2 separate regions of the Mus musculus genome follow, and region 2 is linked to region 1. The links are chromatin contacts, called in public Hi-C maps. All regions are on one chromosome and are shown on one strand. The core of a region is the stretch at or near the end of the contact, and the rest is flanking DNA. Distances in the headings are between cores, read along the strand shown. Region 1 has its middle 77 kb from the start of Gm33430. Region 2 has its middle 31 kb from the start of Gm41162.

Evidence for each region. A called contact is a pair of places that touch in the nucleus more often than the background predicts.
Region 2: a contact with region 1 is called in a Hi-C map of adipose-derived mesenchymal stem cells, with 3 times the contacts expected there. The contact joins two enhancer-like sites. A contact is called at or near these places in 9 of 484 Hi-C or Micro-C datasets (the C2C12 cell line, adipose-derived mesenchymal stem cells, embryonic stem cells and 4 more) and 2 of 115 datasets of contacts at active chromatin or transcription factors (embryonic fibroblasts and fibro-adipogenic progenitors).

The regions. Positions count from the first base shown.
Region 1 is chr14:58,503,337-58,508,863 of GRCm38.p6, reverse strand. No RefSeq gene overlaps it. Among named protein-coding and RNA genes, the nearest start is that of Gm33430, 77 kb to the right of the region's middle. Within about 2 kb of position 2,198, at least 16 of the 459 cell types and tissues checked have an H3K27ac peak or open chromatin away from gene starts, as enhancers often do. A contact at or near this core is called in adipose-derived mesenchymal stem cells, where this site is marked.
Region 2 is chr14:59,074,157-59,079,683 of GRCm38.p6, reverse strand. No RefSeq gene overlaps it. Among named protein-coding and RNA genes, the nearest start is that of Gm41162, 31 kb to the right of the region's middle. Within about 2 kb of position 2,988, at least 24 of the 459 cell types and tissues checked have an H3K27ac peak or open chromatin away from gene starts, as enhancers often do. A contact at or near this core is called in adipose-derived mesenchymal stem cells, where this site is marked.

The DNA of each region.
Region 1 (5,527 bases), core at 949-3,448:
ATTGAGCCTGGATGAAATAAGACTGATACTAGTTTCCTAGAATTTCCTTTTTAAAGTTTCCGTGGTTTTGTTTTATTTTTGAAATACTATGTAGCCCAAGATGGCTTTCAAGTCACAGCAGCCCTCCTGCTTTAGCCTCCCAAGTACTTGGATGGTAGGTCCACATACCAAGGCTGAAGATGCCTCCTTCTATAAGAGAGTCAGCCCTTTGAACTCGTAGCTGGTCCTAACTGCAAATATCCTGCCTTCTGATTTTACAGCCTTCGAATCAGCATCATTTCTTCAAAGCCTAAGAGCACATAGCTTTCCAAATGAAGTTAAAAAGCCTACTTCTGAAGTCCTGCCAAAACAAAAAGTAGACATTGAGGTTTTAAAGTTTGTCACATAATTGAAGGCTGATATATTCCTGTCCTTCACAAATGTACAGGAAGGCAGTAGGAGAAACACACTGTGCAATGAACAAATGCTTCGCTTCCCTATTGCCTTTTCTTATCGACTTCTTATCAACTCTATCTCTTACTCTCACCCGTATCTCTGAAAGCTACAATTAAGAGAGTTCTCAGGAAACAGCTTGGGTTCCCACTAACATATAAACCGTGTAATTGCTCAGCAAACCCTCAAGGGTGAATAATGAGCTGTCAGCCCCTGGTATTAGAAGGTTGACTATAAAGTAACAACTTTACTCACAATTCAGAATGACAACACAGAGGCAGTGTGTTCCTATCCACCGGGGGCAGGATGGGTGTCACACGAGTACATTCCTTATCGAATTCTGTAGGCAAGGGAGGCAGCTAAGGCCAGGGAGAGAGGGAGGATTAACCTACAGAGAACCAGGTTTGAACACAGGCCCCACTGGTTCAAAACAGCTGTGTGACCCTGGACTTGGCTGTCTCCTTTGTGTCTTCGGAATGCTGAAGGAATAACAGATGTCTTTGAAGGTTTGCTAAGACTCCCAACTCCAAAGCAGCAAGTCAAAGCTTCATTGTTCCCCAGAGGCAAAAGCTGCATGCCTCTCTTAGGGTTACATCCTCCCTGAAACCCGTTTACTATCTCTAGCCAGGTGCCTACAAACTATTGCCTTCTCTCTCCTTGAATTATTTTACCCACATTGGCAAGCTCTGCACCCCCCCCCCCACATGCATCCAGCCATTGAGGCTATAGACAGTGTCATTGACAATGGTGCCCTTGGTATTAGGGGCATCCCCATGCTCTGGGATCAGAGCCTTGGGTATTCTGTGCTGTTGGGCCAAGTGCTCTTCATAGACGACCAAGCATCTGAGTCTCAGCCAAAATCAAGTACTGACAATCAAAAGCACAACCGCTACATTCTCCTGAGGCTTTAAGTCACAGCCAAAGAAACTAAGGCAATTCAGAGGTTCTCGTTGGCAGGCAGGCTTGTGTCTTCCACTGCTTCTCCAGGAGACTATGGTCTGGTGTCTCAGTGCCCTCAACCTGCATCCCCCAATGCCAAGCACAACTGGACGTTTCTCCTGATCCAGTGCCACACAGTGCTGCAGCATCTTGTGTCCAGGGCTGACTCCAGCCCTCCAAGGGACAAAAGTTCACAAGCCCTCATCCTCACTAGTATCTCACATGTACTAGGCATTACATGAATGAATACAGACATGAAAGAGACTCAGGCATGCGTTTAATTATGGAAATGGAGAGATGAGGTATCGTGAAGATAGCATAAAACCACTCAAAAGAATGTAACAGATGCTCTGTTAAGAAAAAAAGAATTCCATATATGATTTTCCTAGAAAGATTAGCAATGCTCTAAGATAAACAAATGATCCAGGTCATGTAAGTGGGGGAGGGGTAAAGAACAGTATAGAACAATGGGGTCTAGAGATCCTTGATTGATGGAATTTATAGCAAACCCACAGTTATCATCTGCTTTTGGGAAACACAAATAAAAACATATTGTTCACAATCCAAGGGACTCAAGTTCATTATCCCAAGAGAACTCATTTCCACCTGTCTTGCTCATTGGCTGTCAATGTCCACCCAGCACCTCTGTTGTGAGTATGAGTGTGTCTGTCTCATTGGACAAAGGTTTGAAACAGCATATGCTTATTTCCCCCTTTTCAAGAAGAATATATTTTTCCCCAGAGTCAGCCACATTCCTCCCATTCCTCCTTCTCTTGGACGCTCACTCAAACTGATGACATCATTCGAAAGTTCTCACCAGTCTAGTCATGAAGCAACAGCAGTCTGGGTTTGTCTACAATCCATTCTGTCTGTGTCCCTCTGCTGTACACCCCTCTAGCAGGGGCTGCTTACAGGCAGAAGCGACTACATGTGCTATTATGATGAGTCTACTCCACTGCTAAATAACAAGGGCTTCTGAAAGACAAAAATATGTGAAAAAAGTTTATTTCCTCAAATTAATCTAAGTAGAACCAGCTCTTTGGAGAAGAATAAATACATGGAATAAAAGAGTTGGGGGTAATGGCTTGAGTGATCATGTCAAAGAGCAGAAAACAAGGACACTTATGTCATGAATAAAGCTGTGTGATAGGCACACAACAGTTCGTTTTCCTATTCCATTTACATTTATAATGTCGGAATGTCTCCAGAGAAGAGGAAGATAAAACCATTAAGCACCCGTAACAAAATTTGTGTTAGAAATCAAAAAAAGCACAGACATGGTATAAGTCTCTCACATTCTGTCCAGAACTCTCCTATCCTGACATCAGCTCTGGCTCTGGGGCTAGCACTGAGCAGCATCTCTGGGGACTTCCTTCCAAGGCTGGGCTGTGGATCTTGTAGTGCATGTTGTAAGCCAATGTAGAAGTCAATGATGGCTGCTCTCCAAGCCACAGAGCCAGGGGACAGATGGTAGGCCAGAGAGAGGTGGCAGAGCCCTGTAGTGGCATTGAGCAAGACAGAACCCCAGGGCTGTCTTCATCCTGCCAGTCTGAGTTTTGTGCTCCTGGAAGAATGCCTGGTGCCAGAACCAGAGCATGTCCTGCAGTCTCCAGAGTGGATACAGATGTTCACACACAGAACCAGCTGAGACAGATGTGTCTCACCTTTAAGTAGGCATCCCCTCCAAAGGAGTTAGCCATTGGGGATGAAATGCTTGCAGTGCCTCAGAAATATTCTGGTCCACCCTAACCCTATGACAAGCAAAAGTGACACCTAACACTGCCTGAGGAAGCAGAGCTAACGTGGACTTCTTGTCACCCAGTTAATTTGTATCTGGGAGCCAACTGTCAGATGATATGCCAGAAATATTAACGTGGATCTTCTCTTACATTTTAGTCTGTTCTTTCTGCCTAAACCTGAGCAAGGCTCTCGGTCCATATCAGTTAGAAGAAAATAGAGAATGAAGCAGAGTTTAGTCAGCATACCTGCCTGTGGAGTGGTATAGCACCTTGTTTCCTTGTAGGGGGGAGGGGGGAGGGGACCCTTGCTGTAGTTATGCCAGAAGTAAAGCAGCAATTGAAACCCAACTGACTCCATCCAGGCTGTGCATCAAATGACAGAACAGGAAGATAGACAGACCAGGTGTGGAAGGTTCTGAACTCAGAGCACCCCCTCCCAGTTACTCTCACACCAAGCTGCTCTTCTGGGAAGCTTATAACCCCAGCTGAGGGATGCATTCCATCTTCCTCTACAAGGCCATTCTGGCCATCTGCACACATGGGTGACACAATGCTGTCTCTTCATAGATAAACATGGTCCCACCTAATGGCAGACCAAGTTCTCTTTTACTTTATGCCTTCTGTACAGCTGCCTTTAAATAATCTAACAATTTATATACTGCCTATAACTCCAGTTCCAGAGACTCTGACCCCCTCTTCTGTCCTCCAAGGGTTCTTACACACATGTGTACACACACTCACACACATACACACACAAACACACACACACACACACACACACACACACGCATACGCACACACTTAACATAATTAAAATTTTCCTGTGAACAAATACTGATGACGGGAAAGAGCAGATCACACAAATATGACTTCACCTGGGCCTCTTGGAAAGTGAATCAGAGTGACCTCAAAGAGAATAAACATGAATAAACTATGCTTCTGGATTTTGTATGAAATTAACCCCTATCATGTGGCCACTGACCGCAAAGTGGGACTTTTACCAAAGATATGTTGATATGTTATTAAATGAACTGGGTGAATTTATCAAAAGATAGATCTTGGACACGTAGTATGCATCAAAAATAGCTCGAGAAAGTCGGGTGTGAAAGCTCTAAAGAGATACTAAAACAGCTGTGGAAATAACCAGATGTTGATGAGAGCCAATAGTAATAGGAACACCAAATGTTGGGGAAATATATAAAGTATCAGGCTTAGCATGCATTCACAAGCTAGACATGGGCACTAAAGCAGTCCTTTCTCATGCAGCCTCTGGCTCATGGGTGCCATAAAGTGCCTGTAGTATGTCTTCTGTCCTTAATGTCACTAGCAGGGTTCCTAAAGCCCAGAGGCTGTATTGGTGGTGTAAAATACCAAGAGAGTGAAATAAATAGTTAGGAAGGGACTTCCAGCTGGTGATGAGAGAGAGAGAGAGAGTCCCAGTGCGACACAGTGCACTGAAAAGCACACTATGCAGAACTCTGCAGAGAGTGCAGAATGGATGTCCCTTCTGTGCCCCAAACATGCAGCCCAGCCTCATTGCAGCCTTTGTGACTACTTTACACTTCTAACGTTGCCTTTGATGTTTGTTTCAAATGCATTCTTATTCGATGAAAATGCTGTGCAAGGGGCGTAGCATGGCGTGGCGTGATATGTCCCGGTCCTTTAATCCTTTTGTCTGGCATGGATCTTGAACTCCCAGGAACGGGCAGTGGCTCAACTGAACAAATATTTTGGAATACTCCTTAGAGTACCGGGGAGTGAGGGGAGAGTCTAGGGGAATCCGACACAGTCCACACCCACCACATACATTATGACAATATCACTATGGCCAGGTAGGCACAGCGGAAAACCTCAGAAAAGTTTCAAAGGACAAATAGCACAGCGTTACCAGGTTGTAGAAGGCTTTTGAGGAGAGGTGGCCACTAATGAGTTCTCTAATTGAAAGCAGGTTTGCGCTAGTCCATGATTACGTCCTCCCCAAAGACATGTGTCCATTATCCAAGGTTTTTCTCATCTACAACACCTTCCCTTCCTGTGCCAAAGGCCCACGGCATGTCTTATGATGCTACAGCCCATACCCAGCTGTGCCAACCTCTCCCTACTGTCATTGGATAGCTATGCTTCACCCTTTTCACGGCAACTCACTCTCCAAGAAAGAGCAGCAAGTACCAAATTGACCATTTTCCCCATAGCCTAGGTCTAGGCTTTACTATCATTTTTCTGAAGTGTTGCCCAGACACAGGACCTCGCTGTACCCATTTGATTCCCCCTTCACTAAGGGTTTTCACGACTACTAGTTTGAATTAAGAGCACTCTTTGTCTAAGCCAGCTCTGGGAATGATTGCTTTCTTCAGCTCCTGGACATCTCTCTTCTTTCTTGTTCATTGCAACAGGAGAATCTGTCACAGCAGAAGAAT
Region 2 (5,527 bases), core at 1,739-4,238, 570 kb before region 1:
ATTGGAATACTGGCTACTGACATGTAGGAGAGTGAGAGTGGGCCCGGGGCAGAACCCATCATTGTGGACAATAGATTACCAGGCTTGGTGGCACATGTCTTTAGTCTCAGCACTTGGGAGGCAGAGGCAGAGGCAGAGAGGCAGAGGCAGAGGCAGAGGCAGAGGCAGAGGCAGAGGCAGAGGCAGAGGCAGAGGCAGAGGCAGAGGCAGAGGCAGAGGCAGAGGCAGAGGCAGAGGCAGAGGCAGAGGCAGAGGCAGAGGCAGAGGCAGAGGCAGAGGCAGAGGCAGAGGCAGAGGCAGAGGCAGAGGCAGGTAGATAGATCTCTGTAAGATTGGGGCCAGCCTGGTCTACAGAGCCAGTTCCAGGCCAACCAGGGTTACATAGTCTGAAGAAGAAGGAGAGGGAGGGTGGAGGGAGGGAGAGGATAAAGAAACGCAGGAAAGGAAGGCGGAACCAGGGCAGAAGAAGAAATGTACATTAAAACAGTTCCGTGGAGTGCAGCATTTCACATTAAGGGGGAGAAATCTTAGACTTCGGCAAACATCAGCAGTATGTTGGGCAGTTTTAGCTGTCAGCATTGAGGCTGACATATTAGAGCACAGGAGGATATGACTGGTATATATCAGGTAGATATTATGGGTACTATTAAAAAATTTTCCAGGAAAACATCACTGATACCAAAGTTGAGAGACAGTGACCTAATCATGGCAAACGCGCTTGAAGAGCAAACAACTTCATCTGCCATGCAGATTCTCAGGCTGTACTGCTTTTATTTTAGTAGTTCCAGTGCTAAGGCTTACACTCATGGCCTGTGCATATTAAGCAGACGTTCTATCACTGAAGTAGAGCTCTGGTAAAGGCAGTTTGCTTAAGACTAGGATTTTACTGTTTTGATGTATGTTTCATTATTTTTTGTTTGTTTATGGGAACCTCTTTTACAACAAGATCAAATTTAAATAAAAACCAACAGACATGCAGCTCAGGTGACTTACCTGACCATCACTAATTAATCAGCTATATGTCCATTATCAGCCGATGCAAACACGTCCAAGCGTTCTGACTTTAACTTTGAATCTGGTAATCCTGCCCCATTGGGCCTTGGAGACCCTACCATATAACCATATAACCACAATGCAAGTGTCTGAAGTTAATCAGTGTGTCTGTGTCCAGTGTGGATATTTTTTAATTATTCTGTTGCTGTCAGCTCTCTGTATGACGAGAAGTGAAGACCTTGCTTACACAGCATTTACATGTGCTCGCATTTCTGCAAGCAGAACTCTGAGAAGCAGTTTCTAGATAAAACCCAGAGGGGACACCTAAACAGAAGCCTTGTCAGAATTCATAGCTACACCATCTCAGAAAGCAACAGTCAAGCCTGGGAAGATAGCTCAGTCAGTAACGTGCTTGCTGGACACACAGGGAGATGATTTCACTTCCAAGCAACCACAGAAAACCCAAGGTTTGTAGCATGAGCCTGCTGTGCCAGAGCTGTGGATGCAGAGCCAGGAGCACCCTGGAGTCTGCAGGTTCATCGAGAGACTTTCGTAAACAGTGCAGTGGAGAGTGAGGAGAAGGATGGAGAAGACACTGATGTTAAGCTCTGGCTTTCAACATGAACACTTCCCTTTACACCACATGTGGGGTGTGTGTGTGTGTGTGTGTGTGTGTGTGTGTGTGTGTGTGTGTGTAAGTGCATGTATGCATGTGCAAGCGGAAGAGTGTGCATGTATGTGTGTGTGTGCACTTGTATGTGCATGTACATGTGTGTGTGTACAAGTGCATGTGTGGATGTGCGAGAGTGTGCATGCATGCGTGTGTGTGTGTGTGTGTGTGTGTGTGTTTGAGTACACATAAACATGCAAACGCACACACATTACTACAGAAGAAGAAAAGGAAACATCAGTGACTCAGTCTTGCTCCATGGCCTTTTCCTCTGAATCATGGCAACCCTTCAGTTCTCAGAAATAAGATTTCCTGTTACTCATTGCTTTTCAGCTCTGATAATATGTCACACTGATCTAGGGTCCTGAAAAGCTGAACCCCACATAGTGTCCCCATTGGCTTGGACTGCAGTCATCTCTTTAAAGTTGCTCGACTTTCCCTAGCAGCCACAAACCTCATTTCAAACACCTCCATGAAAGCATGCCATAAGCTATACCAAGAAGAAATAATATCCAGGGAGGAACAGGAGCTGTTCAACACAACTCTGTAGTGCATATGTCGGTGGACATGTCACCTTGTTCGTTAGCATGTGTATTTTCTGAGATTTGGGTATTTCTATTTTATGTGTGAGAGGGGTTTGCCCACACTCATACATGTGTACCACCTGTGTGCCTGGTCCCTACAGAGGTCAGAAGAGGGTGCCGGATCCCTGGAGATGGTGGTTGTGAGCTCACGTGTGAGTGCTGAGAACTGTACCTGGGTCCTCTGCAAAATCAACAAGAGCTCTTAACCTCTGAGTCATCTCTCCAGCCCCCAGCATGTGCAATTCGTGTTTACCATGTCAGCTAAAATAAACTTAAATCGAAAAAGAATAAACCAATCAGTAGGTTAACTGGTTACACTGCTCACTTGGCCCTTCCTTTCAGGCTTCTGTGAGTTACAGCTTCAAACCTTTTCCTACTCCGGCTTTCAGCTCCACTGGAATTGAGATTGAGGACGCAAGATGGAAGTAGAGCTCTTCTCACAGGTAAATACAAAGAAAGTGTGCGCGTGTGCCGGGGGGAGAGGGCTGCAGTGGGGGCTCAAAAGAGAGAAGGGACCCATTTGCCACAGCATCTGGTCCCTAGGACCCCACCCCCTTGTGCGTGTGTGTGTGTGTGTGTGTGTGTGTGTGTGTGTACATGCTTGGTTCCAAAAGAACCATTCAAGCTTCCTCATATGCGAAAACAAAACACAAGAAGGAGGCAGGCACTAGTTTGCTCCTCTTGAGTCATTCTTTGACTATTGCCTCTAGGTCACTCCATACTCTGTGGAAGTCTTGGCAGGCATGTTAACAGGGGGAGATTTTTGCTACATTAAGTAAGAGTAAAGATATTCTCTGTTCACTCACTGTCTAGACATGGGAAACATCTGGGAAAGGCACCAGAATTTTCACATAAATTCCATTCCACGTGTCTCTGAGGCCCGCTCAGGAAGTGGCTCAACTGCTGGTCTTTGATAAAAGTCTGTGGACTCCCAATGCTCCCTCCGTGTGCTCCCCAGCCTGTGTTCTCGTTCCCACCCAATAAACGCGAGAGAGGCACCAGCTGGTCTTGAACTCAGCGTCCGCATAAAAATGTCCCCCCTAATGGTGAGCAGAGCTAAGCGTCTGCTGCGCGCGCGCGCGTGCGTGCGTGCGTGCGTGCGTGTGTGTGTGTGTGTGTGTGTGTGTGTGCGTTAGCATCCTGGGCTGAGTTTTGACCAATGCTCTGTTAAGTGGGAAAGCCTGTTCTCCATTTCTGAATGTTGCTTTGGTTCTCTTCTCTGGTAAAAGATGCCTGGAGCCCTGGGCTTGCTGCTCCTTCTCTCAGCTGTTAGAAGTTACAGCCGCAGTGATGCAAGCTTGCCTCCCTTGTCCTCAGAGAGTTCTCAGATCACTCAAACTCTCCAAGCAATTACTCTGTCAATTAGTCTTCCTGACAGCGTGGTGTGCTGCATGCATTATAAGACTGCCTTAAAAAATGCCAATCTCCACGTAGCCAGATACCCTGGTGAGGACAGTTACTGTGCTGCATGTGAGTTTGCAAGCTCCCCGTGTGTAAGCGGGATGGCTTCTGATCCCAGTGTTCTTCTTTGGCGTGGCTTGTTACCTCTTCCTTTTGAAATGTCACGGCGATGTTGCAGTGAGCCTATGGCAAGGAAGGGATGGCTGACATTCTGCAGGTGTCACCTACGCTGTGTGGTAGTGTCTAAAGACTTTTTTTGCTTGTAAAGTTGACAAGGCAGGGCTATACTTAAAAGGCACATTTAATACTTCTCCACGTTACTTATGCACGACTGACGACTCCAACTTGGGATGCTGTGCCAAACACCCCAAGCCTTTCTACCCCTGCTGCGGGCTGTGGCACCCAGGAGGGGTTCCTCCAGGAGAGAATGAAAATGAATGGCCCAGCAGGAAGTCCTGGGGGAGGAGCTGCAACCCCCCAAAAGACCAAGAATGGAGTAACTGCTGAGGGAGCTCTCTCCAAAAGGGATTTAAGATCTCACTGAAAATATTTGAAGAATAATCTATGTAATTTATATCCATCCTCCCTAACAATAAAGGGAGTCAATTACTTCCACGTTAACCAAGATGAAGAGGAGGAGGGTTAGGAAACACTGATCTGGAATATTTTTGCATGGATTCATTAATAACACTTAGAAACAGCAACAACAAAATACCCCCAACATCACATTCCTGTTTTTAATACAGTCCTTCCAATTGAGGAAAATGATAATTTCAATTCATCCTCCCAGGAAACTCTGAGTGGTTGGTTAGCTAGACATGGATCTTGTAGCAATCAATTCAAGGGCAGGTAAGGATTATCAAACTGTGTTACACAGAGGTGGCAGAAGACTGATCAATGAGAACCAAGCCACCCTTAAGAGAGAAAAGCAGACCTTTGAGCAGCAGAGTGTGACTGCAGGTCATTGTCATGTGCTGCATTTCTAAAGGCCAGAGAAAAAGATTTTTGAATGATTTTTTTAACCATAAATACATGTTTTAAGAATTAAATGTATTTACCTGATTAAACATTATACAAGGTTTTCATGAGAGAAACATGATATAGATACACCTAATAATATATGTAAATTTTATGTTTTTACATACCGGTTACAAATATGTTTTAAAAATTAAAAATTAAAAATAAAACAACAGTGAGACCTTAAGCACAGAATGTATTCTAGAATATAGCTACTGGTGCTCAGGAAAGACATGGAAGATTGTAGGCATTGAGAAACCGTCTGGCATGCAGGGAGTCAGTCTGCTGTAGGTGGGACACATTGCAAGTAAGAAAGGTCTGTTTGCTCTAGTGGGAAACCTGGGGGAAAACACAATGAATGGCTACAAATCCATTAGTTTGAGAATTTAACGTTCTGTGGACTTTCAGGAATAAATCAGCATCCTAGCACGTTGAGAGGGGGTATCTGTCTATCGGCTAACATTGTTTAAAATGGGGTAAACACAGTTAAAATAGAAAGAACTTGATTAATAACGAAAATCCATCTATGGAGTTAAAGCATGCTAATCTCTTGTCAGCATGATCAATGATTATGTTATTGGCTTCTCATGTGTCCTTATTTGCTCTGAAGATCAGTTAATACCTCTAAAATCTCATGGGATATTTAGTGGGGAATATGTCACCCATGGATACAGGTTGAGGCTTTAGCAGCCATGGGGTTGGTGTTGAGAGGAGGTTTTATAATAAAGATAAAGAAATCCATTTTTAGGAAAGCCACTCTTCCTGCCTGATGTAACTTCTAGGTGGTCCAGGAGCTAGCATGCAGGCTGCTTGCCATCTATGACTTCCCATAAAGCCCGAGAGCTGGCAGGTCACATGATCA